2 separate regions of the Anser cygnoides genome follow, and region 2 is linked to region 1. Evidence: chromatin contacts called from public Hi-C data. All regions are on one chromosome and are shown on one strand. The core of a region is the stretch at or near the end of the contact, and the rest is flanking DNA. Distances in the headings are between cores, read along the strand shown. Region 1 holds the start of EXPH5 (exophilin 5). Region 2 holds the start of ACAT1 (acetyl-CoA acetyltransferase 1).

Region 1 (6,408 bases), core at 2,408-4,907:
AGACCAGAGTCTAAAACTGGGAGAAAGAGAAGCCCATACTCAAGTGGCTGGGAGGAAAAGCAAAGAAGGTGAATGAGAGACTCTGAGAGAGGAAATGCTTGAGGAAATTGTGAAATGGAGCAGTCTGCAGCCATGCAGGCTGCAAGATTTGACTTGTGAGTGGGGTGTACCTCGAAGATTGACTTTCCCTGTAGGAGCAGGCCTGTGGTGCCTGTGGCGGTTTCAGGGTGGACAAAATGGCCTACGCTCTGCAACCTGCTCAGCCCAGTCCTGGCTCCTGGCTTGCCTCACAAGAGGTTGTGTAGTGCACAAGCAGCTATAATAACACGAGAAGCATTTGGATGTTGACATCCCTGGCATTCTTCAAAGCGCAGCACTTCACAGTTAAAATGCCTAAATGAAAGTCTTAAGATCTTTTGAAGTGGTAGCTGAGGGCCCAGTTAAGGATCCTGCAGGACACTGCTGAGTGGAAATGTCTGCATGTGGCAGTGGGAACCACACACTGCAACCCACTGTGTCCCGTGAAACTCAGCAGGACAATTAGTTAACTTAATGCAATAACTCCATCACCACTGTTACAGTAAACTGAGATATAAATGATGGGCTTATTAAACACAGTGAGAGGCACAGCTTTTGTTTTCGAGAGTACTTTTGATCAAACTATTTTTGACCTAGGCTAGTGTTGGAAATATTTATTTCGAACACAATGAGCAGATTTAATACATTTTAAATGAAGGACGCTTCATATTTATTCTTTGCATTGCCATGAAGGCTTTTTCACTTAACGCAAAGAGTTAATTAAACTAGCCTTCACTAATCTGCGTGACAATTTACACAGTAATTAGTCCAACAGGATTAGACAAGACCTTACAGTTCTTCCAAGGCTCAAGGCCAACTGCTATAAGATGCAACCAACCCTGCTGCACATTCCCCTCTACTCTCCAGCTACAGATCAGCTTATAGAAACAGACCCTCTGGCTTTCTGCAGTTCTACACTTTGAAATCCTCCACTGAGAGCAAGTGGAGTTAACACCACCCATTAGTACAACAGTATTTGTAAAGTGCAGTTTTTGAAGAATTTGCCCTGTAATTAAGGTATGTGTCAGCATCCTCTTTAGTGGCATTGGCAATTAACATTACTAATAGACATGTCTCATGTCTGCAGCATCTCATATGTTATTTTGGCCCTGTGTTTCAGGTTGCTAAACAGAAGAAATGCTGCATATTTAAAAGAAAACACTTCTGTAGCTTCCTGGAACAGCTCTTAGCTAAAATCATGGAAAAAGTTTTAGAGCCTGTATCCTGTCTTGAGTTTATACAACAGAAATTAAAGCACATGAGGTGCCAGAGTCCCTAAGTACTGGAATGCAGGTTGTGTTTTCTTGCCATCATGATCTGTATATGAAAAAGACATCATCTTTAAACTGAGAGGGAGTAATGAAGAGATATGGAAAGGTGGTTGTTTTTCACAAAATAAGAATGTGACAAATGAATCCATAAACAGGACCCATTTCTAGTCATGATCCAATACATGTTTTGTAGTGGTGATATAACATGCTAAAGAAGCTGTGTAAAATGAGGGTCTTTTTACCAGATGCCCAAGTTTATGCCCAAATCTCTAAAAATTCTGGATTTAGAGGGCATGAAGTAATAACTACTGTGACGTGTGGCAGAATCTTTCTGGAGGCCCTAGTGTACCTACTCAACACCCTACTAAATAATCCCATCACTTAGTAGAGAATGAAAACTTATTTCTTTCTCATTATTACCTGAAAGACTATACATTGCTTGTATACAAAATGAGCATCTTCTCCCTGCTCCCCTCTGCACTGAAAATATTGTTTGCTAACATACGACTTGATAATTAAAAAAAAAAAAAAAGTCAGATTGCTAGAAAAGAAGAAAAGAGTTACAGAAACCTAAAAATATGGATTTAGTTCTTTAATTTGTTGTGGGATATATACAATTACAAAGTAAGCAAATTTATGGGGGGTATGACCCTTTCTTTATGAAGACTGTCATGTACTACTTCCTTGGTAAACCCATAAGAACACCCATGTACTTTGTATGTACTCTGTATGTATGTATTTTTAGAGGTTTGCATAAGAATTAAAAAATAATATATATATATATATATAAATATATATAAAACATGACTTTTAAGGCAACAGGGGGCATTGATGAGGCCCTGACTTGTGGCCCTGAAAAAATGCTTACACTAGTAACAGACATCTTTTCAGACAATTAGCTGAAATCTGTTATTTTTAAACTGCCAGATTTGAATTGAGTTCATTGCAATGGATCTAGAGAAAAGTTATCATGGTCCTTCTCAGCTCTGCCAGTGTGATGCAAAAGCACCATGAGCAATTGCTTCCCATACCCTGTAGGTGCCAGGTAGAAAGGGAGAGTGATGTCTAATCCTCTGCCTGGGAGACTCCCAGGGAGAATGCCATGCACTCAGCTTCTTCTGCTGGAACATAGCCATGAAGGACACATGACAGAAAAAGTTTGTGACCTGATATTCCTTTTCTGTAGTTCCTTTCCAGCCCACAGGGAACTTCTGAAAGCAGAAAAGAAAATGCCAAAAAGCAGGTATGATGGCTGAGTATGTAATGAAACAGTCACTCCACTATGCTCAGCACAACAGAACAGGGAGGACGGGATGTTTACCCAAAGAGAGAAGATCTGTAAGCTGCTAATGCAGCAGTGATGACTGTGGCTCTTGCATCTTTTGAAATAACAGGTTTGGACTTTACCCAGAAGCGTGTCCTATACCCTACTAAAAATCCTTCATGTCTTTTTTCTGTAGGAAACACCTCCTCCCAACATCTTCTAAGCAGCATAATCCTTCACGCTTTCATTACATTCTTCATCAGTTGTCTCATAGCCTTGTTTTTGTTGTTTCGTTACCAGGAATCGGTAAATTCCTCTTTGGGCCAGACGAGTGATGCCAGAAGCTACACCAAAATAAAGAGCCTCCTGGAACCTGTCATTCCCGCTGTGCTCTAAGGTCCTTATTTCCACTTGCACAACACGACTTCCTAGTGGGGAAGCATTCTTCGGCGGCCCCACATCAGCCCGCTGCGGGGTGGGAAGGTGTCTGCACGCAGCTCGGCCCTGCTCCCGCTCATACCGCGGTGCCCTATCCACCACCTCAGTCTTCCACAGCAAGAATTGTGTCTGCTTTTCCTTGCAGATCACATCTGCGGTTTGATCCTGAATAAAGCCCTTCTTTGACTAACCTATTTCAAATGGCATTTTAGTACTAATATAATGGGTTTAGGTGGCAAGGGTTTGGTAGAGGGGGGCTGCCGGGGTGATCTCTGTGAGCAGAGCCCAGCAGCTGCCCCAGGTCAGATCAGAGCCAGCTCCAGACGGCTCCAAAAGGGACCAGAGCTGAGCCATGAGTGATGCTGGTTGGGTCTCTGGGACAGCAGACTGAAGAAAGGGAAAACCTGCTGTGCTACAGCAGCTGGGAGAGAGGGGTGTGCTTCCCCGCCACTTTTCCCCACAAACCTCCAAGGAGGGCGAACACAACCCCCTGCCCTCCCCGGCCGGACCCGCAGCGCCCCAGCCAGGCCAGGGAAGGCCCCGGCCGAGCCGCTCCGTCCCCGGGGCCGCCTCCCCGCCTCTCCCCGCCCCGCTCCGCCTCCAGAGGGAACCGGGGGTGGCCTCCGGAGGGAAGCGGCTGCGGCGGGCGGGCGCTGTGGTGCCCCGGCTCGGCCATGCCGATGTGGCGCCGCGCTGCCACGGGGCCGGCGCTGCCCCCCTGCCGGGGATGAGCGGAGCCATGAGCGCGGTATGCCGGGGGCCCGATCTCAGTTTTTTAAGCGAGGACGAAGCCAGGACGATTTTCCAGGTGCTGCAGAGGGACTCGGAGCTCCGGCGGGCGGAGAAGGACAGGGTCAGGTACTGCAGGCGGGGACGGGGCTGCGCTGCCCGGGGAGGGGGACAGCGGGAGCCGGTCCCTGCGGGGCCGGACTGGGCTCGTAGGGGCGGCTCCGAGCCAGGAGACGAGGCCGGTTTGGGCTTTTACTCCGTCGCTACTACAGGTAGGGAGGTGCGGGCTGAACGGCGGTGGCTGGGCGGGGGGAGCTGTGCGGGGCCGGGCGGGCTCCGGGGCTGAGCGCGGGGGGAACCCAGCCCTCGCCTGAGTGACCGGCGGCGCACGGGACCCTCGGGAGTGACTGAGTTAATTCCCTTCTTCTACACGGGTCCGTATGTGAGCCTTATGAAGAAACGGAACAAGTCACCAAAGCTGTGTTGACAGTGATAACAAAAGGTCAACGACTCGGTGAAAAAAGTGTGTTGGAAAATGAGTTATTTACCATTAGAGGTTATCACTTCCTTGAGGGACCTTGTGGGCAGTTTGCAAGGGGGAGGCAGTGTCCCCTCAGATTCACGTGGGCACTTTTAAGAAATCATTCGTGTTAGATATAGAAAGAATGTTAATGAGTAACGTTTCTGACAAGTGGATTTTTGTACTGTGTGTTTTATAGCTGTGCATAGGCTTGCGAAGCAATAGCCTGTTCTCGAATTAAAGGCTTTCACCTGTCACCAACTTCGGTCATCCATCTGTGTACTTCTGACTTAGTTGGCAAAAAAAAGTGGTCTCTCTTCATGCAAAGGCTGTCAAAATAAGCTTATGGTATAAGAGAACGTTTTTGGTGATGCTTTACTGACATAGAGTATACTTTAAATCTCAGTTGAAGAGATACTCAGAAGTTGGGAGAAGATAGGTTTACCATCAAGGAGCCATGCTGTAATCTAGGTTAAACTCCTGGATCTGTCAAAGGCTTTGTATGTGTCCTTGGGCAAGTTTCTTAATCTCTTGAGCCTAATAAAAGTGCTTTCCTTCTCACTCCACTTGTCTACCTGGTCTTATTTAGACTGTAAGCTCTTCAGGCCAGGGGAGTCCCATCATGAGCAGACGGGTGGCAGCTCTGTGGTGTTGCTCTGTGCTACTATAATCTAAGTAATAACAGTGATGACCCTGGAGGGCCAAATCCTGCTGTTCTTATATGACCACAGTGAGCTTCAGAGGCTCAGAATAAAATTGCATTTGCTCCTCTTGGTCCCATATGACTTTATGACTTGGAGCCAAGAGGGTAGGCATTCTTATTACTATTTTGATAATTAACTTTGTACGTATATTTTTCAGTTCAAAGCTTTTAAAATTATGCCTGTGATAATAAAGCCCACTCCTGTGACGCTTTCTAAGTGTGGTTTTGCAGATGTTTGATTTATGCCATGAATCCAGTAAGGTGTACAGGAGATGATGTGCGATGGAAGGAGCAGTTTCATCAATACTACTTTTGTGCATGAAGTCACTGAAGGGAGTTGTGCCCCCAACTTCTCTTGGGCATGGTTGGAGCTGGCCAGAGACAGGGAGCAAGTTAAGGATAACCAGCAGACCCACTGGTCAAGTTTATTCAGTGGCCATCTTCCAGTATAGCATGTCCATGTGTAGACCAAGCTGGCCCAGACTGATGGAGAGAATGAAGAGTTTGGTTGCAGACCACAAGTCAAGTTCCAACAACTGCTTATGCGTGCTGTTTGGTGTCTGGTGAGTGAGCACATAGCTGTCTTCAAAACTCTGAAAAGATCAATGAAAAATTGAATTCTATTCTCAGATACAACTCACTGTGGAAGCAATAAAATAAAACAGGAACAGGCTTTTGTCTTATTACAGGCTACATTTGATGGCTATGTAAGCAAATGTTAACACTTTCAATTTTGAAAGATAAACATTAGAAATAAGTTTTAGGTTCAAAAGACGGAGCCTGACATCCTGAATGGTTTATCTTCTCCAGCAAATGACAATTGTGGTTCAGGGAAGTTGATTTTCACATACATACAAATGTATTGCAGTGCAGTGTGAAGTACCTACCAATTCCTCCTCAGGTGCACTGAGTTTTCAGCTAAATAACTGAGATTTCCAGATGGATATCTACATGTATAACATATATTTCTTACTGCTTACCTACACTGAAAGTTTGATAGGGCCACTGGATGTCTTTTTATCAAGATAGTCCAAGTCTCTGTGAAATGAGATGTATACTGGAGACATGCTTTGGAAAAAGCCAGTCACTTTATTTAGCCCCATCCTCTCTTTCTCTTTTGTAGCCTTTCTCTGGAGCGTGAACGTGCTCTTTCCAGTCATTTGTGCACATTTGTCTAGCTGTGGGCTCAGCCTCAGCCACAGAGCCCCACTTCGTGGTCTCTGTCCCCATTCCACTTGACACATCCCCAGCTCATTCTTTGGGTACCTCCAGCCCTTTCTCTGCTCCTTGGTGCTTGGCAGGCTTCACACCTTGGCGCTGGCAGGACCTCTCAGTTTTGCTTTTCCCTTTATACAGGAATGGCCTGTGACCTGTTGGACCTTTATTTGTTCTTTTTACTGACGGC
Region 2 (6,655 bases), core at 972-3,471, 190 kb after region 1:
CTGTATTGGCATCATCCGTATTCTCCAATAAATGGTAGAAAGCTGCATTAAATTTAAGTTACTTGATGCAATTCTAACCAGTTCTGTCCCATGCTAACAGTCAGCAAAGCAAAAAAAAATGGGAAATCTGACCTTTATTCTAATTTTTGCAGTAACATGACTTGGGCAACAGACACATTGTCAACAACGCAGGTTTCTTGTGATAACGTTCTGAACTTCAGAGGTTAAGAAGCAGATTTAACAGTGATTTATTGCGCTCAGACGGCACTTTATACTTACATTTAAAGTACGTTGTGATGCATAGCCACGGCTTGTATACTTCAAAGCCTGAAAAATAAAGTCCTCAGAATTCCATATCAACTAAGCAACGTATCAACATTTCAGTAATGTACCATTTCCAAATATTTTTTTTTGCAAAAAATAGTCTAAGAAGCACAGACTACTAAAATACAAAAATCATAAAATGCCTTTTTTAATATGTCGTCTAGTACAAAGTCTCACCATAACATCTGTGATGAAAATATCTCCTGAAAAAATAATCAGATACTCTTTTAAAAACAAAAAGCATTTTATTTTTGCCAAATCTGTTATAGAATCATTATGGTTGTAAAAGCCCTCCAAGATCATCTGGTCCAGCCATCCCCCTACCACCAATGTCACCCACTAAACCACGTCCCTAAGCACCACGTCCAACCTTTCCTTGAACACCCCCAGGGACGGTGACTCCACCACCTCCCTGGGCAACCCGTCCCAGTGCCTAACTATGTACGCTTACAAACAGTCTGACAACCAGAGAGCTACCTATCTTGAGAAGCATTAGTCTGTCTACAGCAACAGTCTGTCTGCTTCTCTTGACTTGGGTTCGTTCCTTGCTTTCACTAACTTCTCTGCTTTTTAAATGGTGGCAGGTTACACCTACAGCATCATTTCATTGGCATTTCATGTGCAAAAGTGGGAATAACAAGTTCAGAATGCTACAAGAGATGCCAATGAAACCAAGGAAAAGACAGAAACCACACCTGAACAGGCTAATCCACCGGCAAGGAGCTCCACGTAAGCAGCAGTGCAATAGGCAGAGATACACCTGCAGGTGTTACTGCAAACGTTAGCGTTTACCTTCCAACAGAAACCAGCAGTTTAGAACACAGAGTTCAAGCCATTTACTCAGACAAAGTTCCAGCACACTGAAGACATTCTGACCGCTGGATGAGAGCTGAATGATTACTAATTAAAAGTAAAAGCCACCCCCGGACGCCACAAAGGCACCATCCATCTTACGAGTCAAACAACGCCTGCTGGTACTGCACTGACAGCTCAAAGCACTGCATGTTTCTCTTGACATCTGACAAACTTCAACTAACAAAACACATTTTTCCGATTGTTTTTACATTATTCCCCCCCCCCCCCCCCCCCCCCCCCCAGCTCAGGCTGGGGTTTCCAACACAGAGTTTTGAACGAAATTTCTCTCAAAGTGACCTACATCTGCACCGGGCAAGGGCTGTAAAGGCTTCGTTAGCACCAAACCCCACAGCACCAAAGCCACACGTGCTTACAGGATCTCTCCTGGATCACCCCCCGGCTAGATCACCGTGTGTGCTCACAGGATCTCTCCTGCATTGCCCCCACACGGGATCACCGTGCGTGCTTACCACATCACGCCCGGCTCTCGCCTTTGCGGCACACTGGAAAGAAAGGAGACAACGCTGCAGCCGCCTCCTGCTAGCCGCGGCCATGCTCCGTGCCAACGACAGACTTTTATTTAAAAAAAAAAAAAAAAGACTTTCCGGGCGGGTGGGGAGCAGCCTCCCAGCTCCTCTCCTCACAGCGCCTCTCCAAGCGCGGCCACACCCGGCTGCCTCCCCTACCCCTACGCCTACGCCTACCTCACCTCCTCCTTCCTTCCCTCCTCCTCCTCCCTCTTCTCCTCCTCTTTCTCCTTCTCCTCCTCCTCTTTCTCCTCCTCCTCTTTCTCCTCCTCCTCCTCCTTAGACACAGCCATGACCTTGGGTGAGCCCCCGGGGCCGCACGGCGGTGCCAGGGCCGTGACAGGATGGGGCCGAGCAGCGCCCCCCCCCCCCCCACCTCACGCCGCCCCCCCCGCCCCGCGCCTCACCCGCAGCAGCCCGGCCACCGCCGCGCGCCGCCGGCCCAGCCCCGCTGCGCCCGCCATTTTGCCGCCGGCCCCGTCACCTTCACGGACAGCACCGCCCCGATCCCCTCCCGGCTCCCCATTGGTCTGCGCGGCGGAGGCGGGACCGGGATCGGCCCTGCTATTGGCTGGGCTCGGTGTCATGTCAGCCCTGCCCTCGCCCCGCCTCAGGGGGCTGAGGGGCCCCATCAGTCGTTGGAGCGCTGGTGGGGTCTTCTGTGAAGCAAATAACTGTATGCATGGTTTGTCCCTATAAGGCACTGATTTTGTGGGGACCTGGCTTTGCCCTCATAGAAATAAATCACAGAGTCATTAAGCTTGGAAAAGACCTCCAAGACCATCTGGTCCAACCATCCCCCTACCACCAATGTCACCCACTAAACCATCTCCCTAAGCACGACATCCAACCTTTCCTTGAACACCCCCAAGGACGGTGACTCCATCACCTCCCTGGGCAACCCGTTAAACTCATCATCTGACCATGTCAATTTTAGAATGCTGGATTGTCATTTTTTCCACTGTTCTTTATCGCCCATGACACCCTGTGCCTCCACCTCCCTCACTCAGTAAGCCCAGGTAGCAGGATGGCACCCATGCAGTGGGGCAGCTTTGCCCCTTGGGCATAAACCACAGTCCTCCAAGCACTGAGGCACAATCCCATGAGAAATCACGTGCCTGTGCGGGTACCCTTGAATGTGGGCTGCTGACCTTCCCAGGAAAAGGAGCGCTGATCCCGTGACTCTCAGCAACAGCTGTAGCAAAGAAGGCATGCAGCAGGACTGTAGCACCTTGCCTGGTGCTTGCGTCTGCATGGCCTGGCAGGGTGACAGAAGCTCCTGCAGCCTGAGGAGGGACACCTGCATACGATAGCTGTTAACCTACTTTTGCACACCAGGACACACACAGTTTCTTTACAAACTAAACTGCCTCCCCCTCCTCATTTTAATATTTATTAATTTATTCTGGAGGAACGGGGACAAGCTTCCACAAATTAGGGTTACCTCTGACTTGTCATCTAAAATAGCTATACCCTGTTACTTATTACAGCAGCTGCAGTGCATTACAAGGCAGACACAGGGTCAACAGCCCCAGCAATTGTCTCCTGCTATTACAACAGAGATGGAGGACACCTTCCCAAGCCCTGCTTCCAGCCAGACAGCCTGGGGGCAAGCAAAGGAGGCACAGCTTCAGCATCCCTTGGCCTTTCCCCTTTGCTTCTTTATACAAACCCTGCAAGTAAGGGGCTAGGTTGCCGTCCATCTCTTCCCTAGGTGTTCCCACCTGGAATAGTGCCAGGAACTGCTCCTTCTGAGGAGCCTTTCTCTGCAGCTCACGTGCTTTAGGTCTCCTTTCCAGCCCAACAATGCTGCCCCACTAGCACAGTGATACCTCTGCCCTCTTTTCCGAGTGCAGCTCTTTGCAGGGATGTTCGCAGTCCTTTCAGAGCAAGGGGGACACTTGCCTTACACATGGGTTTTCATTCCCAGGGTGACAGCTTCTCTGTCAGCGCTAACAAAATTTGGAGAACACATGCTTCACCATGTGGCTAGTTCCAGTACATACCAACCAGCCTCAGCTATGCTTTTCCAAGATACTACGTCACTGTCCCAATGAAAGGGCGAGGGATCCTGTAGTTTTAAGGCTTCCCAAAGCCACGTTCACAGGGAGTGGAATTTCCACAGAAGATCCAGTGCTCCTCAGCCCCTGGGCAGCTACAGGGTTTTGCAAGACAGCACCCAAACACGCTAATTCAGGAGGATTCAAATGGGTGCTATTTCCTCCAAGCTCCCATTCTCACTATAACCACCGTCTCAGCCTCTACTAGTTTATTTCTGCAGTTTTATGACTCCACGTAACTGAGCACATAGACAGTGTGCTGCAATACCCCCAGGGCCCTCTGTGCTTCGTTAATCCCCAAAGGATTAACAATGCTGTTACCACATCCCACCACCTGACTCCTCTGCCTACTCCTGAGCGTGAAGTCCTGCAGATCTCCCTCCCACCATCCACCCCCTGGTGTCTCAGGTTTCCCTCCTGCTCTGCACACCCCAGCACCAGGCACACCAGCCCCGGCTGCCTCTGAGCCTCTGTGCTGCCGTGTTTGCAGCTCTCACACTTCTTCTTGCCTTACAGCAAAACAGTGGCATATTCATTTCAAGCATCTTGGTAACAACCAAGCACGATGCAAATCTTGCTGAGTTTTTTCCCTGTTTTTTGGAGACTATTTATCTGAGGTGAGGCATTTTAATAATTTCTCGTTTTCCCAACTCCGCAGGGAGGTCACCCTGGCCGAATGCTGTGGCTGCCTGCCAGCTGGGCACCCTGTCTGTTCCTCGCTCTCCCTTTGCCAGAGCTCACTGGGATCCTGCCAACTATGCCAAACGTCATGCACTGGGGCCAGGTTCACATCACCCCAGCTGGAACGGTGTTTGGACTCCCAAACATATTGATTAAAGCGATAGGACACAAGGGAAAAGCTCAAACTGCACCAGAGGAGGTTTAGATTAGAAGCCAGGAAGGATTTACTTAATAGGAAGGGTGGTTAGGCACTGGGATGGGCCACCAGGGAGGTGGGAAGTCACCTTCCCTGGAAGAATCTAAGAACCGTGTGGATGTGGTGCTTAGGCACAGGACTTAGTGGTGGACTTAGTGTTAGGCGATGGTTGGACTCGATGATCTTGAAGGTCTTTTCCAACCTAAATGAATCTATGACTCTAAAATGCCGTTTATTGGAGCTCACTTAAGAACGAAAGATGGTAGTATAGATAAGTAACAGTCCTGTCAGATGGTGGAAACCCCGAGGTGTGCAACATCGCACACAGCTCCAGTCAGAGCATGGTCTGTGGTGCAGATCCCATCACGGAGAGGTTCCCCCAGGCCTTCAGGGCTCTTACAGGATTTTCAAAGAATAAAACTGTTCTAGACACAACCTCTCCAGTCAAACAAAAGGATTCTCAGGAGAACATGCTGCTTCCCTTTAAGATAACGACAAGAACATGAGGTGGTGTAATTGCCAGTCCACGTGGGAGCTCCTACAGGTTCCTTCATCACAGTCAGGCAGCTGAACTTTTCCTGCAGCCAAGGGGAATGTGCAGCACAGGCCAGGCGGCCAAGCTGCACCTGAGGTACAGCACAACACAGGCTTGTGGCTTCTCAGGTTAGCTGGTACGTGGACAACCACCCCTTTGATGCACCGTGGTCTCCTGCTTAGAAGGTTGCTGAAATGTGACAATCAAACATACAAAGCATCACAGCTCTGGCCCACAGGGTAGTTTATCAATTTTCAGTGATATAAGTATTAGCTCTATGGACATTTGGAACATACAACATAGCTCTATATTGAAATTATTTTATTGTTTTGCATTTTTAAGTCTCCAACAAGAGGACAGGTGTTCTTGAAGTAACATTTGTCCAAGTTAGTCTCAAGCTGCAGAAGAACTCCACCAGATATAGAAGCTAGGTAAAGAAAATAGAAACATCTCCTCCCCAGAGTATACATTTCAGGAGATGAAGCTCCTACCACAGCATAAAAACTACAGCAAGAACTCTTTTAAAGGATCAAACAGAAACGCTTCGAAGCCAGCATTCCCTCACGCACACGTGTGCCTGGGGATGCAGCAGGGCGCAGTCCTCCCAGTGGTTTGGGCTGCACTTTCCCCTAGGAAGCGGGAAGGTAAATAAACGGAGTTTATTTACAGCAGCTGTGCCCTGACCCCATGCCAAGTTATGGGATGATGGCCACACACACCAGCAGAGGAGGACGCTGCAGGGGGAGGAGGGAAGAGATCCTTTTGCGTGTGGCACGTCTCTCTTTCCACAAGGCGGAAGCCATGGAGATGCCTTTAGGGGATGGTGGGCACTGACAAGGGTGCTCTGCTGGGTGCTCCCCAACATTTTACATTTTTGGTCCTGGGATCCTCACACATCTTCCTCTTCCTTGTCCTCCTCCCTCCCCTTGCAGCTGTTGCTTCCTCAGATATTTTTTTTTAGGATAATTCACATTTCAAAGAATTCAAGAAGAGACTTCAACAAGGACTGCAGCGGAATATCACCCCTACGGCCACTGATTGAGGCTGAGCAGAAGAGTCACAATGCTTTCTCTGGGCTTCCCAACCATCTACCTGCTGTCCAGCAATAATAGAGGGGTATATCCTTGCCTTTAGTATTTGTTTATGGACTTACACATGAATTTACCCAGCCTGTTTCCAGGGCAAGCTGGGGATGCAGGTAGCAAGTCCTGGCGTAGCGTTTTAAAGCAAGCTGCTGATTTTTATCAGATACCCAACAGTGCTGATGCTACAGGACTCTGAAAATAGTTTTGCCCTACTCTCTGCCACTCAGCTTTTGTAAACCTCAGTCACATGCACGCTTGAATTCTCCCAGCCAAAGCCCTCGCTTCCCCAGTTCCATGACAACTAGCTATCCTTGCCCCTGCTTGGTGTGGAAGCCTGTCAAAAGCTTCTGGCAACACGCAAGGCCCCTGGCACCAAGTCTGGCTGCAGTGAC

Evidence for each region. A called contact is a pair of places that touch in the nucleus more often than the background predicts.
Region 2: a Hi-C map of liver shows a contact between it and region 1, with 4 times the contacts expected there. The contact joins the promoter of ACAT1 here to the promoter of EXPH5 in region 1. A contact is called at or near these places in 2 of 7 Hi-C or Micro-C datasets (both in liver).

What each region holds. Positions count from the first base shown.
Region 1 is chr1:194,864,528-194,870,935 of Taihu_goose_T2T_genome, forward strand. EXPH5 (exophilin 5) reads left to right here and starts at 3,658. Exons shown (of 6, transcript XM_048047052.2): 1 at 3,658-3,909. The coding sequence starts at 3,779. LOC125179894 (a long non-coding RNA gene) reads right to left here. Exons shown (of 4, transcript XR_007157929.2): 4 at 5,232-5,596.
Region 2 is chr1:195,058,598-195,065,252 of Taihu_goose_T2T_genome, forward strand. It overlaps ACAT1 (acetyl-CoA acetyltransferase 1), which reads right to left and starts at 2,222. Exons shown (of 12, transcript XM_066989828.1): 1 at 2,114-2,222; 2 at 280-327. The coding sequence starts at 2,170.